Linked DNA regions of Mus musculus: regions 1 and 2 are each linked to region 3. The links are chromatin contacts, called in public Hi-C and promoter capture Hi-C maps. All regions are on one chromosome and are shown on one strand. Each heading gives the region's core, a stretch centred on a gene start, on an enhancer-like site or on the middle of the called end of the contact. The rest is flanking DNA. Distances are from core to core; before and after follow the strand shown. Region 1 holds the start of Erp29 (endoplasmic reticulum protein 29). Region 2 holds the start of Naa25 (N(alpha)-acetyltransferase 25, NatB auxiliary subunit). Region 3 holds the start of Mlxip (MLX interacting protein).

Region 1 (4,703 bases), core at 39-2,538, 1.9 Mb before region 3:
TGTGGTATTACTAGGTTGCTATATAGGTTGGATGGATGACTAATAAGATGCTTAATTTTTTTTAATTAAAAAAAAATACAAACTTGAATGGGTTACACGTGTGTGGGGGGGGGGGTTCCTAACAGCAACCCTTTCCAAAACAGCCCTGTCCAACCCCTCAACACAGGCGCCTTTAGAGTCCCCTTCTGCGTTCTCAGTTCCTCATTCTGACACAATAAGAAAATGACCAAGTCTCTCCGCGCTAAGCCCAATAGAGGAACTAAGAAGATTCTGGTAACTAGAGACATGCACGAAGAACTGAGTCCAGAGGCCACTGCACTCAGCCTGCAACATTTCCACCGTCCATTTGCTCAGTCTTCGAAACCAATTTTTGTTTTAAAATAAATAAAATTGCTGAGGGTAGTGTAGTTTCTTACATGCCTTGACCGGGTTTTGTTCATTTCGTACTCCACTCCCCCAAGATGCTCTCTACAGGTGGGAGCCCTGCAATCTTTTTAACCCTTGCACTTTGTAGGGGGGCCGTGTGCGGTCTGAACCCGGTTTGCACATGGCCAAGAACGCTACAATCCATCCTCCGAGGAGCAGACTGGCATGCTAACCCAGTTCTCTCGGCCATCTCCACCCCATCCGAGAGCCTAGGAGCGTAGACCTCGCCCCGCCCTCCGGTCTTCCACTTGTGACTCGTGGATTGGATCTTTCCTATCATTGTCTTTTTCCCCAGTTGATAAAGGAAAAGGGACACTTGGTTCCCTTTGACTGCGCTTTGGTAGCTTTTTGTAAAAAAACAGATGTAGCGAGTACCGGGGTTGCAAGGATGCCGGGTGGTCAGGGTGCGCCCCTGCTCTGTCGACACTGGGCCTATAGGATGGTGGGGCGTGTAGGGATGGTCCCCAAGGACTGCCTGCTGCTGCCACCCCTCCGGGCCCAACGTCCCCGTGGGCTCGCGCTGCCACGGGCGTCTATCTGCACCTGCGCACGATCCCCGTCGCCCGCCGCCCTCATTACCTTGTAGAAAGTGACTGTGTCCAAGGGAAGGGCACCCTTCGTGTGTAGGCCGCTGCCGCCGTGCGGAGCAAAGAGGAGCAGCAGGCCCAGGAGCACGGACAGCAGTGGGGAGAGAGAAGCAGCGCCAGACACCCCGGCGGCGGCGGCCATCACGCCGGATGGTGGGAGCGGGAGAGACAGGCAAGCTACAGGCGGAGCGCTCCGAGTGGGCGGTCACGTCACGGGGAGGGCCGTCCTGCCGGCGGCGCGCATGAACGCAAGCGGCCACCGCCAGAGCGAGATGCTCCGGCCGCCTCCGGGGTGGAAGGGAGGGGCCGCGGAGGGGCGGGGCAGAGAGAGGGAGCGGCTGCGCATGCGTCGTAGGCGGAGCGGCGAGCGGGCGGGGTCGCGGGACGGGACGGGCCTGCCGCGCACGCGCACGCGCACGCGCACGCGCACTTGGCGACACTCGGCTAGGCCGTGTTCCGCTGCGTTCTCGCGGGAGGCGCCGCTTCGACCCTTCCCCTCGTTGCCCTCTCTCTCGCCTCGGAAGAAGACGTGGCGGCGTCCCTTCCTTCCCTGCGCTGGGCGGTCCTGCGGTCTCAAGAGACCCGCCGCCTCCCTCGGTTAGTCAGCTGTTTGTCACTGGTAGTCGCTGTCCTGCCCTTGTAGACCCCCGGTTGCAGCTCTGGTCAGGCCCGCGGGGACACTTAGGCAATGTGGCCTCCCATGTCGCAGGAGGTTGGGGAAAAGGCCTATTCGCCTTCGTGCTTTTTGGTCAAGTGTTGGTGGGTGGCACAGGCCTAATTTCAGCACGAGGCAGGGGGGTGACAAGACCAGGCTGGGCTGTCCCGTTTTCAAGGACTAGCTTATGGTACGTTCTGATTGTCTTCAGCACAGGGATAAAGGCTCGAAGGAATTCCTTATTGGAGACGACAGAGGGATCGTGGCCAGCAGGCTGTGTGAGCCAGCACAGGACATTCAATCCCAGTGCTAGCTGGGAAAACTGGCAGGCTGGTCTCTGAGTTGGAAGCCAAACCTCATCCATATACTGTGTTCCTGGAACTAGTACCTTCCACATCTAAGTTCCGTCCTTAGCACCCAAGGGGGAAAGCACAACTTTAATCACACCACTCCAAAGGCCAAGGGTGGCGAACCTGAGTTCAAGGCCAGCCTGGTCTACAGAGTGAGTTCTAGGCTATTCAAAGTCAACAAGGGTCTTCGAAAGACAGACACAAAACAGGCTGGGTGTGGACTACTTGCCAGTACTGGGGAGGCAAGGAGGATGCCCAAATTGGGGGGGCGGGGGGAAGGAAAAAGAGCGAATGATGAATGAAGATAGGTTGGTCAGTGGCCTATCCATGTATACAAATCTACATTCGCGTGCACACACACACACACACACACCTGTAGAATCATGAAAAAGCTAGACCATGTTGTGCTTTTTTTTTCCCTCTTTTTTTTATTACTGTTAAATCTCAAACCCTAGGTGAGACAAACGGCTGTGGTGACTAACATCAAAGTGGACCTGGCCATGAGGTTCTCCCAGAATCCCTCAGGGTATGACAGGCATGCCCTGCTCCCTACCCTAAACTTCTCCAGTCCAAGGGCTGGGCTGCCCTTCCTCCAGCCGCCTTTCCCTATAATAATCCAGCCATTTAAGCTATGGCAGTCTCTTGGTCAGTGTCTTGGCCCAGGCTGCCCCTCTTAACTGGGACTCTCCTCCCCTCTCTCCTCCCTTCCCCCTCTCTCCACATGGCTCATGGTCATGTTCACTCCGGACTGTGGTCTTCCTTTTTTAGCTACAATAAACTTCCTCCTCCATCATCCCTAGGAGCAGCCCTTCTATAAAAAGCACAGCTTATTACAGCTGCTGCCTTATGACCACCCCTCTAATAGACAGCTAGGTGCCCTGCATTTGACTGGCCGTACTGACCTTGACATCTAGCACAGACTGTGCAAGTATGATGCACCACTGGTCATTCTGCCGCAGTGTGACACGGCTATGTAGGTCCTTCTTTTTGACTTGTGTGTGTGGTATCCAGACTGCTATCCACCCAGTAAGTATTAAAATCTTTCCTCCCCATCTCGTGCCCTTTCCAAATCCCTGCAGAGGTATATCCCGCCTTTGAAGAACCTGTATTACGAGTCCGTCCTGCTCACGTGTGTCAGCACAGTATCTGGGAGATACTTGGTGAGCATGACTTTGAAAAGTAGGGAGCACTCATGAAGCAGTAGGAATCAGGATGTGGTACCGCACGCTGAGCACTGTGAACCTATGTAAAGGCAAACTCAGGAGCGGGGGCAAAATAAAGTCTCTCACTGACCTGAGGGGTTTACAGCCACCAGAGGCCTCCATTGGAGTGTTGCCAGATTTGTGTATGAAAACATTCCATAGAGATGAAGAAATGGCTGGGTGTGGCTTTAGTCCCAAGCCTTCCTGGGAAGGAGAGTGCCTGAGACCTGAGGAAACCTGAGGACTTTGGAATAAGCAATATCCTCGAAGTGGACTAAGTCGTGTGCCTCCAGTGCACTGTAATTGCATTTGGAGAGAGAATTACAGTAATTACAGAAATAGTTAAACCTAAATGAAATCCAACAGCGGGGGCCCAATCCAGTGGGCCTCGTGTCCCTTTATGAAAAAGAGATTACAACTGGACATGATGGCCAGCGCCTTTGATCCCAGCACTCAGGCGAAGGCAGGTGGGGCCCTGTAAGTGGGAAGCCAGCCTGGTCAACCTGGGTTGTATCGCTATAAAAATGAATGAATGAAGAGAATGCATCAGAAGGGAGAAGACTGAGGCTGAGGGCAGTGGGTAGCTCTCGCAGTATTTAAAGGAGGTGAGAGAAGTTCCTGGAAATTAGGAATGGCCTAGGGAGTAGGGTGGGAAGGGGAGTGGCGGGGATCTGGGAAGAGCTGGAGGAGGAAGGTAAATGTGCTCAAAATGTACAGGGCTCTCAAAGAACAAACAGTACTTGTTTTAAGAAGTGCCTCAAGCCGGGCATGGTGGCGCACGCCTTTAATCCCAGCACTCGGGAGGCAGAGGCAGGCAGATTTCTGAGTTCGAGGCCAGCCTGGTCTACAGAGTGAGTTCCAGGACAGCCAGGGCTACACAGAGAAACCCTGTCTCGAACCCCCCCCAAAAAAAAGTGCCTCGGTTGGGCCTGGGTGGAAGCTGAGTTGTAGGCCGTGTGTATAACGTTCCATCCTCAAGTGTGTCACTGAAGAAAAGTGCAATCAAGAAGCTTTGGCAGGAGGTCTGGACTTGGTGGCGTACCCCTTTAATCCCAGAACTCTTGAAGGCAGAGGCAGGCAGTGTGAGTTTAAGAACAGCCTGGTCAATAAAGCAAGTTTCAGGCGAGTGGAGTGCCACACAGTGAGACCCTGTCCATAGAAGAGACTTTGTAAGTCTTTGGTAGACAAATAGATTGAGATAGAAGTAAGAACCTTATGAGCTCACTCTGCTGGGTAGAACTGCTGCTCTCAGGCTGTGCAACACTCTGACCACACACTGAGGCTAAGTTCCAAGGAAAAATGACTCTACGACATGTTCACACAAGTTAACAACTGCTGTCTGCCGCCACACCAGGATATATGAAGTGATAAATCATTCCTTTTGTGTGAATAAACAATGCTCCCTGCCTGTCACTATCAAATCAAATCAGAGACTGTACTCATGAACTTATCTGTTGCATCGGGTATAACCCCTCACGTAGCA
Region 2 (4,615 bases), core at 1,872-4,371, 2.0 Mb before region 3:
GAGGTCAGCCTGGTCTACAGAGTGAGTTTCAGGACAGACAGGGCTACACAGAGTAACCCTGTCACGAAAAACCAAAAAACCAACAAACAATCCAAACAACAACAACAACAACATTTTTAGCCCAAGGTTTGTACAGGAAGAAGTGTTAAGCTCATTATGAGAGCAGAAGTGTTTGGTTCACAAAGTTTCACGGGAATCAGGCTGGCATGGTAGGTCAGGCCTATCGTCCCAGCTTCCTTGAGGGCTGAGGGAAGAGGATCACCCGGACTGCAGAGGAAGTTCAAGCCCACCATGGACAAGTCCTGTTACCCCCGTCGAGAAATCAAAAGTAAAAAGAGTGTTAGGGATGCCATTCAGTGGTAGAATGTTCTCCAAGTATGCATGAGGACCTAGGCCCAATATCCTGATCACCCAAAACAAACCAACAATAACCCCCCCACCAAGCTAGTGTGGTGGATACAACTATGCTCCTTGAATTGAGGAATTTAAGGCAGGGGGATCAGGACTTTGAGGCCAGCTGAGGCTATGTCTCCAAATCCAACACAAGAGGCTGGAGAAGGGCTGGCAAGATGGCTCAGTGGTTAAGAGCACCGACTGCTCTTCTGAAGGTCCTGAGTTCAAATCTCAGCAACCACATGGTGGCTCACAACCATCCGTAATGGGATCTGATGTCCTCTTCTGGAGTGTCTGAAGACAGCTACAGTGTACTTATAATATAATAAATGAATCTTAAAAAAAAAAAAAGAGGCTGCAGAGATAGCTCAGCAGTTATGAGCTGTTTGCTCTGCCATAGGACCAGAGTTTGGTCCCCAGTGCTCACGCTGTGGTTTGAAATGTGCTGTGACTCAAGTCCAGGGATCTGACACACTCTTGTAGCCTCTGATAGCTGCAGGCACATATGTGGTGCACAGGCGTCCATGTAAGGGAGTGCCTGTACACATAAAAAGAATAGGGCAGGAGCGGGCTCCAGGGGTGTGAGCTTTGGATAAGCAAGCATGATGTCTTGGCTTCTGATCCTGAGCACACATGGGAAAGGCTGGGCTTGCCTTACTGTAGCTTCAAATGGAGGACGGCAGAAACTTGCTGGCTGCCAGCTCAGCTGAAAAAATAGCCAGCTCCACGTTCAGTTGAGAGACCCTCTCTCAGGTGAATGGGATGAGGACTGACAGAGAAGGACAAACAGCCACCTTCTCTCGCCTCTTCAGGTACTCATTACCCCCACACATGTATGCATACATACAAAAATACTGAAAACATTCTGTGTACTGCCTGGGTCTATGTAGTTAAAAATTCTGAGCCTAGGCAAGTCCTCTGGGTGTGTGCTGATTCAGGCGTGTGTATGTGTGTATGTGTGTCATTTTGAATGTAAACTTTAATTTAAAACATGTGTATAAGCATTTTGTCTGCATGTACAACTAACTGTGCAGCACCTGTATCCAGTGCCCAGAGGCCAGAAGAGGGCCTCAGATTCCCTGCAACTAAAGTTACCGACAGTTGTGGTGCTGGGAACTGAACCTTGGTTTGTTTTCCTTCCATTTTTCCTTCCTTCCTCTTCCTCCTCTTTTTCAAGACAGGGTTTCTCTGTGTAGCCCTGGCTGTCCTGGAACTCACTCTGTAGACCAGGCTGGCCTCAAACTCAGAAATCCACCTGCCTCTGCCTCCCAAGTGCTTGGACTAAAGGCGTGCGCCACCATGCCCTGGCAGCTTTCACATTTTTACAGTGGATTACAACCTTTCTGAAGCTGCAACCTTTTAACACAGGGCCTCATGTTGTGGTGACCCCTACCCCCAACCATGAAATTATTTCATTGCTACTTCATAACTGTAACTTTGCTCATGTTACCAATTGTAAACATCTGAAATAGAATGAATGAGGGTCACGAACCACAGGTTGAGAACCACTGTGGTAGACAGAGAGACCCTCCACACTTTGGGTATTGGAGTGCCCACACACATATATACAGAAACACACATGAAATAACCAATGGTAAGCTTTTAAAACTTGTAAGGGACACATTCAAACAGTTATACATCTGTACAGGGTACTATGTATTGCCCCATACTTGTATACATTGTGTAATGTTTAAATCCCTAAGCTAAATCAGCTCAAACATGTACCATTTCTTCTCCCTCTCTTTTGAGACAGGGTCTTCCTATGTAGCTAGCCCAGTCTGGCCCTTACTAGCCTCTTGTCTTAGCCCCTTCAGTGCGGTAGTTACGGATATACACCTTACATACCGCTAAAGCTACAAGATTCACTGGTCTGTGAAAGTGTTACAAACGCCAAATCCAGTTACATGCAGCTGGAGAAGAGGAGCCATGAACTGAGGGAAAAATTGTTGGGGCAAGGAGGAATGCCAGCCAAATAGGGCAAGCAACCACTTGGTGGGAGAACCTTTTTATTTTTATTTCTATCCATTTCTTTATAGGGACAGGGTCTCTACATAGCCTTGGCTGTCCTGGAACTCATTATGTAGACCAGGCTAACCTCGAACTCAAGGAGATCCGCCTGCCTCTGCCTCCCGAGTGCTGGGGATACCTTTAGCTCCTTGTCATTATCGCCGCCCAAATAGCACTCATAACTCTGGGCCGTGCGAATTGTAAATCTGTACAAAGAAAGCTCATTATACCGTCTAGTGCCGTGGGAATGTTAAAAGCAACCTACTTAAAGAGCTTGCACTAGTGTCTAGCCACGCACAGCACTGAGTTCAGGGAACGGGTGGAGGAGGGCTCGCAGGCTTTTTCTACAGTTTCACTGTTGGGCAAGCACGCTCCCAGGGCTCCCACTCAACAAGTTCCAGGTTGCTTCACCATCAAGGGCCAAAACCAACTGGTTCTTCTAGCTGTTACAGTCAGTGAGATTAAACCGCACTCTCTCTCCACGCCTTCAACCACAACAACCGCCCCTGGGGTCCCGATGACTCCGCAGGCAAAAAAAAAAAAAAAAAAAAAAAAAATCAAACCACAGCGCCAATTAAAGGAGAGGCGAGCCACCCTTTCTACGCAGGCGCACTCCGCCGTACCTCCCCTCCACTATCGCGATAGGTCGGCGAGCTCGACGCTGGCCCTTTAACGGCCCCTTCCCGGGGGCCTGCTCAGCGCTTGCGCACTGAGGTTCTGCGCTTGTCATCATGGCGACGCGGGGCCATGTGCAGGACCCTAACGACCGGCGCCTCCGGCCCATTTACGGTGAGTACCCCGGAGTCGGTCTGTTAGCCACCGCGGCGAGACAAAGCGTGCCCCGGTTCGGGCGAAGGCCAGGGAGGGTCGCTGGGGTCGCGCGCGGGGTGGGGCGGCGAGGGGGCGGACCGCGCGGGGCGCTAGGCCGCAGCCTCGCCCTCGCTTAGGCGCGGACCCCGGCGTCGCTGGACCCGGAGGCGACAAGACAACGGTGGGTGCGCGCCGCTGTCAACTCTGTGCGGATCGCGCCGCCGCTTGGAGACCAGCGCTCCCGGCAGGTTGTTTTATTCCAGCCGCTCCCGAGGAACCCCCGCGCGGTCTTTTCTTGCAGGTGACAAGCGGCTCAGGCGCGACGGTGGGAGCGCTCGCCTCCGGAAGGGAGATACCCCAGTGATGATTGCTCTGGGTACCAGGATGAGGATCCGGGGAGGGCTGTCTTACAGAATGTAGTCTAAGTGCACGTGGGGAAACTGAGACCCGGAGAAGGGAAGGGGCTGATGCAAGGTCACTGAGACCCGAGTCCCATCCTGATGCAGGAACAGCTGTTCTGGGCACACGTGGGAGGCGGGGGGGAGGGGGTCGCGGGCCCCGAATAGCGGGCAAGAGATGGCAGGAGCTGGTGTTGCCGGAGCGGCCGGCCAGGCTGCTGGAATGGAAGGTTTTTTGTTTTTTTTAACCTTTCAGCACCGTGTCTGAGGTTTATTCTCTGCCTCTTGACTTCCTCGTGCTTTTGCTTGCGTTGAACCCTCCTCACGGCGCGCATCCCAAACCCCGCAGGCTTTCAAGATGTGTCTTTATCGTCATCTTCCCACCGTAATAGAATAAAAAGAATCACCAAACTGAGTCAGAGAGAAAACACTTTGCAGTGACTGAGATGTTCTGTTATTGGAAGCGGTGCCTTATTTATTTATTTATTTATTTTATTTAATTTTGCCATGTCTCGCTCGCCTCGTTGATGGTTGTATGGTCTTGTCTCAGGTAATGATGAGGAAGGAAGCTTTATCAAGGTCAGTGCTTTTTTTTTTTTTTTTTTTTTGGCTACAGCAGACCTCACGTTTTCAGTGTGGCTATGGGTTTTGGGCTCTTTCGTTTTTAGGGGTTTTCCTCTCCCCTTGGCAGAATGGGTGCTTGTGTCTCTAGCAAATTGGTACATATGTGGGTTCTTGCTTGCCAGTTTGATGTCTGTGCACCACGTGCATTCCTGGTGCTTGAAGAGGGGCATCAGGATGTCCTGGATCTGTAGTTACAGACTGTTGTAAGCCAGGGTGTAGGTGCTGGGTCTGGAACAAGACCTCTCTATGTAGCCCTCGACTGCGTGGAACTCATAGAAATCACCAGCTTTCTGCCTTCCGAGTGCTGGGATTAAAGGTGCCACCAAACCCAGCTGCTCATTCCTTCCTTTTTTTTGAGACAGGGTTTCTCTGTGTAGCCCTGG
Region 3 (4,945 bases), core at 838-3,337:
CTGCATCCAGGTACCGCCCTGATTAAGTTCCCACCCTGATTTTCTACAGTGATGGACCGTACTGTGGAACTGTAAGCTGAAATAAGCCCTTTCCTCCCCAAGTTGCTTTTGGTTTCTCACAGCTATAGAAAGCCTGAGAGACCTGGGCAAAACAGAAAAACATCAATCATTTATGTATTTATCTTTTGAAACATGGTCTCCTTACATAGCTCCGGCTGTCCTAGAACTCACTCTGTAGACCAGGTTGGCCTTGAATTCATAGAGATCCTCCTGCCTCTGCCTCCCAAGTGCAGGAATTAAAGGCATGTACAGTATACCTGGCACCTAGGCTAATCTTACACTGCTTTCTGAGTGTTCCCTGTAGCTAGGGAACTACCTAGGCCAGCCATAACCCCCATTATATTTTCAGGTGTTTTTTTTCTCCATCACTTTTAAATATAATTACATACATGAGTACTGTATTTACACCATTTCCACTCCCCAACCCCCACCCAACTCCTCCCTTGTCTTTTTCTCACTCCCTTTGAAATGTGACCTCTTCTTTAATTATTATTTTTAAACATGCAGGCACACACACATGTATAAATATAGCCTGCTGAGTCCTTTTAGTATTGATAGGATGTGTTTAGAAAAGGTGACTATGTGGGGTTGGAAAACCCATCTTCTCCCTGGAGAATAACTCTTTCTCTCTCTCCCCCCCGCATCATTAGTTGCCTGAACTCCATTTAAGAGGGGGTCTTGTGAGATTTCCCCCATCCATCTTGGGATGTCAACTGGTGCTGCAATTTTGTAGTTCTTGTTTAGACCATGGAGATTTCACAGGTGTAGCTTCCTTGTCATATACAGAAGACACCCTGATCTTTTCCCCTCTTATAATCTCTCGTGGTGGTTACAAGGCCAGCCTTGTCTACATAAGGACTACATGTAGAGATTCTGTCTCCAAACAAAATCTTTTATTTATTTATTTTTACCTTTATTTATCGTGAGAAGCGCAGATGCCACAGTGGGGTTGGGGTGGTCAGAGATTAAGTTGTTGGGAGTCTTCTATCTTGTGGGTCCCACGGGTTGGAATGAAGGTCAGACTTAACAGCAAGTGCTTTTATTTACCTACTGAACCATCTCACTGGATTTCCTAAAATATAAAATAAAATAAAAGTGTCTTTGAGACAGGGTATCATGCAGTTCAAACTAACCTAGAATTTGGGGAACTTCTGATCCTCCCACCTCTGCTCCCCTCCTGTTAGGATTGCAGGCACGCGCATGTGTTACCATGACTGGCTCATTGCTATTTTTAGGTTGACACAACTTTCTGAGACCTAGGAATTGCAGTAAAGACAACTAGGCTCCAAACTTCCCCTTTGGAATTTGGCTTCTGGGCCAAACTTCCAAACAATAGCGACAGTATTTTGATTTGTGGCTGAAGTTGTTGGGTCTGGAGGCAGACAGCTAGGCTCCTGCAGAACTCTACTACTGTTTAAGAGCGGTGATGCCCAGGAGCCATGCCTTAACCCGGGAGAGTCAGTTTCTGCCCCTAAGGATGTGATGATTCTGTGAGCCTTGCTCTTGGGTCTTGTTGGAACCTTAGGCACACCCCTTAGAGTGTAGGTAACTCAATCTTCTCATCAACAAAATGGGGACGGTAGACAAAATCAGGAAGGCTTTTGAGGACTCAGTTCCGGGTATGGAGGGAGAAAGCTGGCCTAATGTGGGGGAAGGAGCTCCACCCCTACCCACCACGTGGAGTGCCCTCCTTGCCCGCAGTGAGGCCGCAGGGCTATTCCCAAGCTCCGGGCGTGGCGGAGGCGGGGCAGGGGCTGGAGCCAGACTAGTTGAACAGACAGCCAATGCCGCCCTGAGCCCAGGCTCCCCGAGAGGCGCGGCCTGGCTTTCTCGTCTCTCTACTCCAGGGCCAGCCGGAGGGGAAAGAGGACAGCCAGGGGCCGGGCGTGGAGGCGTGGCCTCCGGCTTTTTTTTTTTTTTGTCCGCCCGGAGAAGAAAAGCTTCCTCCTGCACCTTTAAGAGGCAGAGGCGAGCATCCGATTGGCCAAGACGACAGTGACGTTACGAGGAGGCCCGCGCCCTCCCCCTCAGGCCGCGCGTTCCCGGGCAGTCTGCGCGAGGGCCGGGCCGGGTCGGGCCGGCGGCCCCCTCCGTTCCCCGTGCTTCTCCGCTTTACGTCGCCCCGGCTCCCGGGGGATGCCCCGGACCAGGTTCTCCTCATGGCTGCCGACGTTTTCATGTGTTCGCCGCGCCGGCCCCGCAGTCGGGGCCGTTCGGTGCTGCTCAAGCCTCAGGTGCCCGAGGACGACGACGACTCGGACACAGACGAGCCGTCTCCGCCGCCCCCCTCCGGCGTGGCCACTTCAGCCCGGGCCCACGCGAGCGCCGCGCCGCTGCCGCCTCGGGCCGGCCCGGGCCGCGAGGAGCCTCCGCGCCGACAGCAGATCATCCACAGCGGCCACTTCATGGTGTCCTCTCCGCACCGCGAGCACCCGCCCAAGAAGGGCTATGATTTCGACACGGTCAACAAGCAGACGTGCCAGACCTATAGCTTCGGCAAGACCAGCTCCTGCCACTTGTCCATCGATGCGTCGCTCACCAAGCTCTTCGAGTGCATGACCCTGGCCTACAGGTAGGGGACCCGGTGACGCCCCCACCCGACTCCCAGACCTGGCCGAGCCCCATCTTCACCCCGGTCTCTCTTGAACAAAAACCCAGCTTGGACCTTTGGCTTCACACTGTCCCTTTGGAAATTCCTTCTAGGACGATTTGTGAGTCTGGGGTCTCCACCATGGAGAGAGGCGCCAGGGTTCCGGCCTTGTAGCCCTGTCAGCCGGTCGTTCCTGGGTTCTTCCGGCTTCGTGTTCCCCATCCAGGCCCTCCCCTCCTCCAATGCCCGTGGTCACCGGTTTTAGACAAGAGTTAGGTGTAGCTACAGGCTGTGTGTTGTTGTTTTCCTCCTTTTCTTTTGGCTCTGTGGACCCCTTCCTTCTATTGCTTTGTGTGTTTACAGCAACACCCAACGGTTAAGATCACCTGTCCAGGGTGGCTAGGGCGCTGGCTGCACTATCTTAATGATTGTGTAACGCCTTGGAGCCTGTTTCCTTGTCTATAAAGGGGGGCGGGGTGGGGGGTGACAGTAGTGTTGACCTCTAGGGGGCTGCTTCAGGGAAGGGTTGAGATAGGCCGAGTGGGTTTTTAGGTGCTGCTTAAATGTGAGTTACTTTTCCTGATTGTCCATGCATCTGGAGCCTGGGTTCTCTTACATCTCCTTTACAGGGAAATTCTGAGGCAGGACCCTTTGCACACAGTGGACTTGTGGAGTTTATTTTCCTGGGAAGTTGGAATTTGTTTTTGTTTTGTTTTGTTTGTTTGTTTCCTTTTTGAGCCAGGGTCTTTTGAGCAGATGCTGGCTGGCCTTGAACTCCTCCTGACTGCCCTGCCTCCGCTTCCCAAATTCTGTGATCACAAACATATGCCTCTCATGCCCACATCTGGCTAGAGGGTTTTCTGACTGACCCTAAAAACTTATGTGTGAGATGTCAGTAGGGCTGACATCCCAGACACTGCCCTGAAACGGGGAATTCAGCTTTGGACAGAGATCTCTTTTGAACGTCATAGAAATGCCTTTCCTTGGAGGGCTAGCCTTTCTTTCTACCCTCTTACTCTTCCCCAGTATGTCTTCTAGGCAGGCATTTTAGGCAAGTTTTCTGCCTCAGCCAGAGACCTTCTCTGAACTGCTAGTGATTAGAGCAGCCCATATGGGTGGTAGCTTCAAGCAGGACCCACACTGACTGGGCTTGCTTTAGCAACTATACTGGCTTTGGCTTCATGAGAGTCCTGATGCACAGCTGGCAGCCTAGAGAAAATTTCCCAGGTTACTCCGAAGACCATGGAAAGAAGCACAGGACCACTCCTAGGGTTTTTTTTGTGTGTGTGTGTGTGTGTTACCTTGATACCTATGTATCCAGGAGCTCACTATATAACCTGGACTGGCCCCAAACTTGCAGTAAGTAATCCTCCTGCTTTAGCTTCTCAAGTGTTGGGATTACAGGTGCTGCCATGGCTAGCCCTGTTTTGGGTTTTGGTTTTACTTAATTTCTAAAGCTAGCCTGCAAAGTAGTAGGTTTTAGCAAGCCGTTTTCATTCATAAGGATTACATTCATAAGGATTCATAAGGTTTTTGTTATCGTTGCTTTGTTTTCTTGAGACTGGTCTTGCTGTTATCCAGGAGGCTGGTCTTAAATTCATGGTTTCAAGCAACCCTCCTTCCCCCCACCCCCAACCCTCGCCTCTCTCTCAGGGTGGTAGATAATAAGCCCCGATAATCGAAATTAAAAGCATTACTCAATTGCCTGAAGTTAAAATACTTGATAGTTGGCTCTGCATGGCATTTTCCCTCCCTGGAATAAGTGATTAGTCAACTTGTTCCTTTGTTATGTTTCTGAAATGCACCCTCACCCCCATTTCCTCTTGTGGAGGTTTCCCTGATGGCTTATTCCTGTAGCATAGCTCTTCCTTCTGTCACCTTTACGTGGCATATTGGTCAGCCTCCGCTTTGACTCTTAGACCTTGCCAGGTTGAGCTGGCCCCGAGCCTGGGGAGGTACTCTTGTTTTTAAATGGACAGCTGACAGTGAAGTCGCAGTCCCTCACTCTTGAGCATTTATGTTGGAATCAGAATCAGACTCATTTAGATTACAGCATAAACTAGTCTCTGGGAAATGCTTTTCAAACAAAATCAGGGCCAAAGGACAGGAATGTGTTCTTATTAAGAGAACTTAATCCTTTTTTCTTTTAATTTAATATAAACTTCTGCATGTATAGGGAGAGAAAGCTGCTTGAGCCACTGGAGGCTCAGGCTAGAAATTCTCACTGAGTAAGCTCTGCTAAAGGAAAAATAAGCCAGTGTCCCTTTGTGCTCTATTGGAATAACCTAGAAATAA

What was found. Hi-C and Micro-C count contacts between places; a contact is called where the count stands out from the background. Capture Hi-C pulls out chosen DNA fragments and counts their contacts.
Region 1: a contact with region 3 is called in a Hi-C map of B cells, with 5 read pairs. The contact joins the promoter of Erp29 here to the promoter of Mlxip in region 3.
Region 2: a promoter capture Hi-C map of adipose tissue shows a contact between it and region 3, with 3 times the contacts expected there. The contact joins the promoter of Naa25 here to the promoter of Mlxip in region 3. A contact is called at or near these places in 1 of 39 promoter capture datasets (pre-B cells), 1 of 115 datasets of contacts at active chromatin or transcription factors (pancreatic cancer cells) and 1 of 9 other capture datasets (adipose tissue).

What each region holds. Positions count from the first base shown.
Region 1 is chr5:121,451,186-121,455,888 of GRCm38.p6, forward strand. Erp29 (endoplasmic reticulum protein 29) reads right to left here and starts at 1,289. Exons shown (of 3, transcript NM_026129.2): 1 at 1,006-1,289. The coding sequence starts at 1,155. It also overlaps a transcript of Tmem116 not described here.
Region 2 is chr5:121,394,874-121,399,488 of GRCm38.p6, forward strand. Naa25 (N(alpha)-acetyltransferase 25, NatB auxiliary subunit) reads left to right here and starts at 3,122. Exons shown (of 24, transcript NM_172722.4): 1 at 3,122-3,189. The coding sequence starts at 3,132.
Region 3 is chr5:123,392,711-123,397,655 of GRCm38.p6, forward strand. It overlaps Mlxip (MLX interacting protein), which reads left to right and starts at 2,088. Exons shown (of 17, transcript NM_133917.3): 1 at 2,088-2,632. The coding sequence starts at 2,220.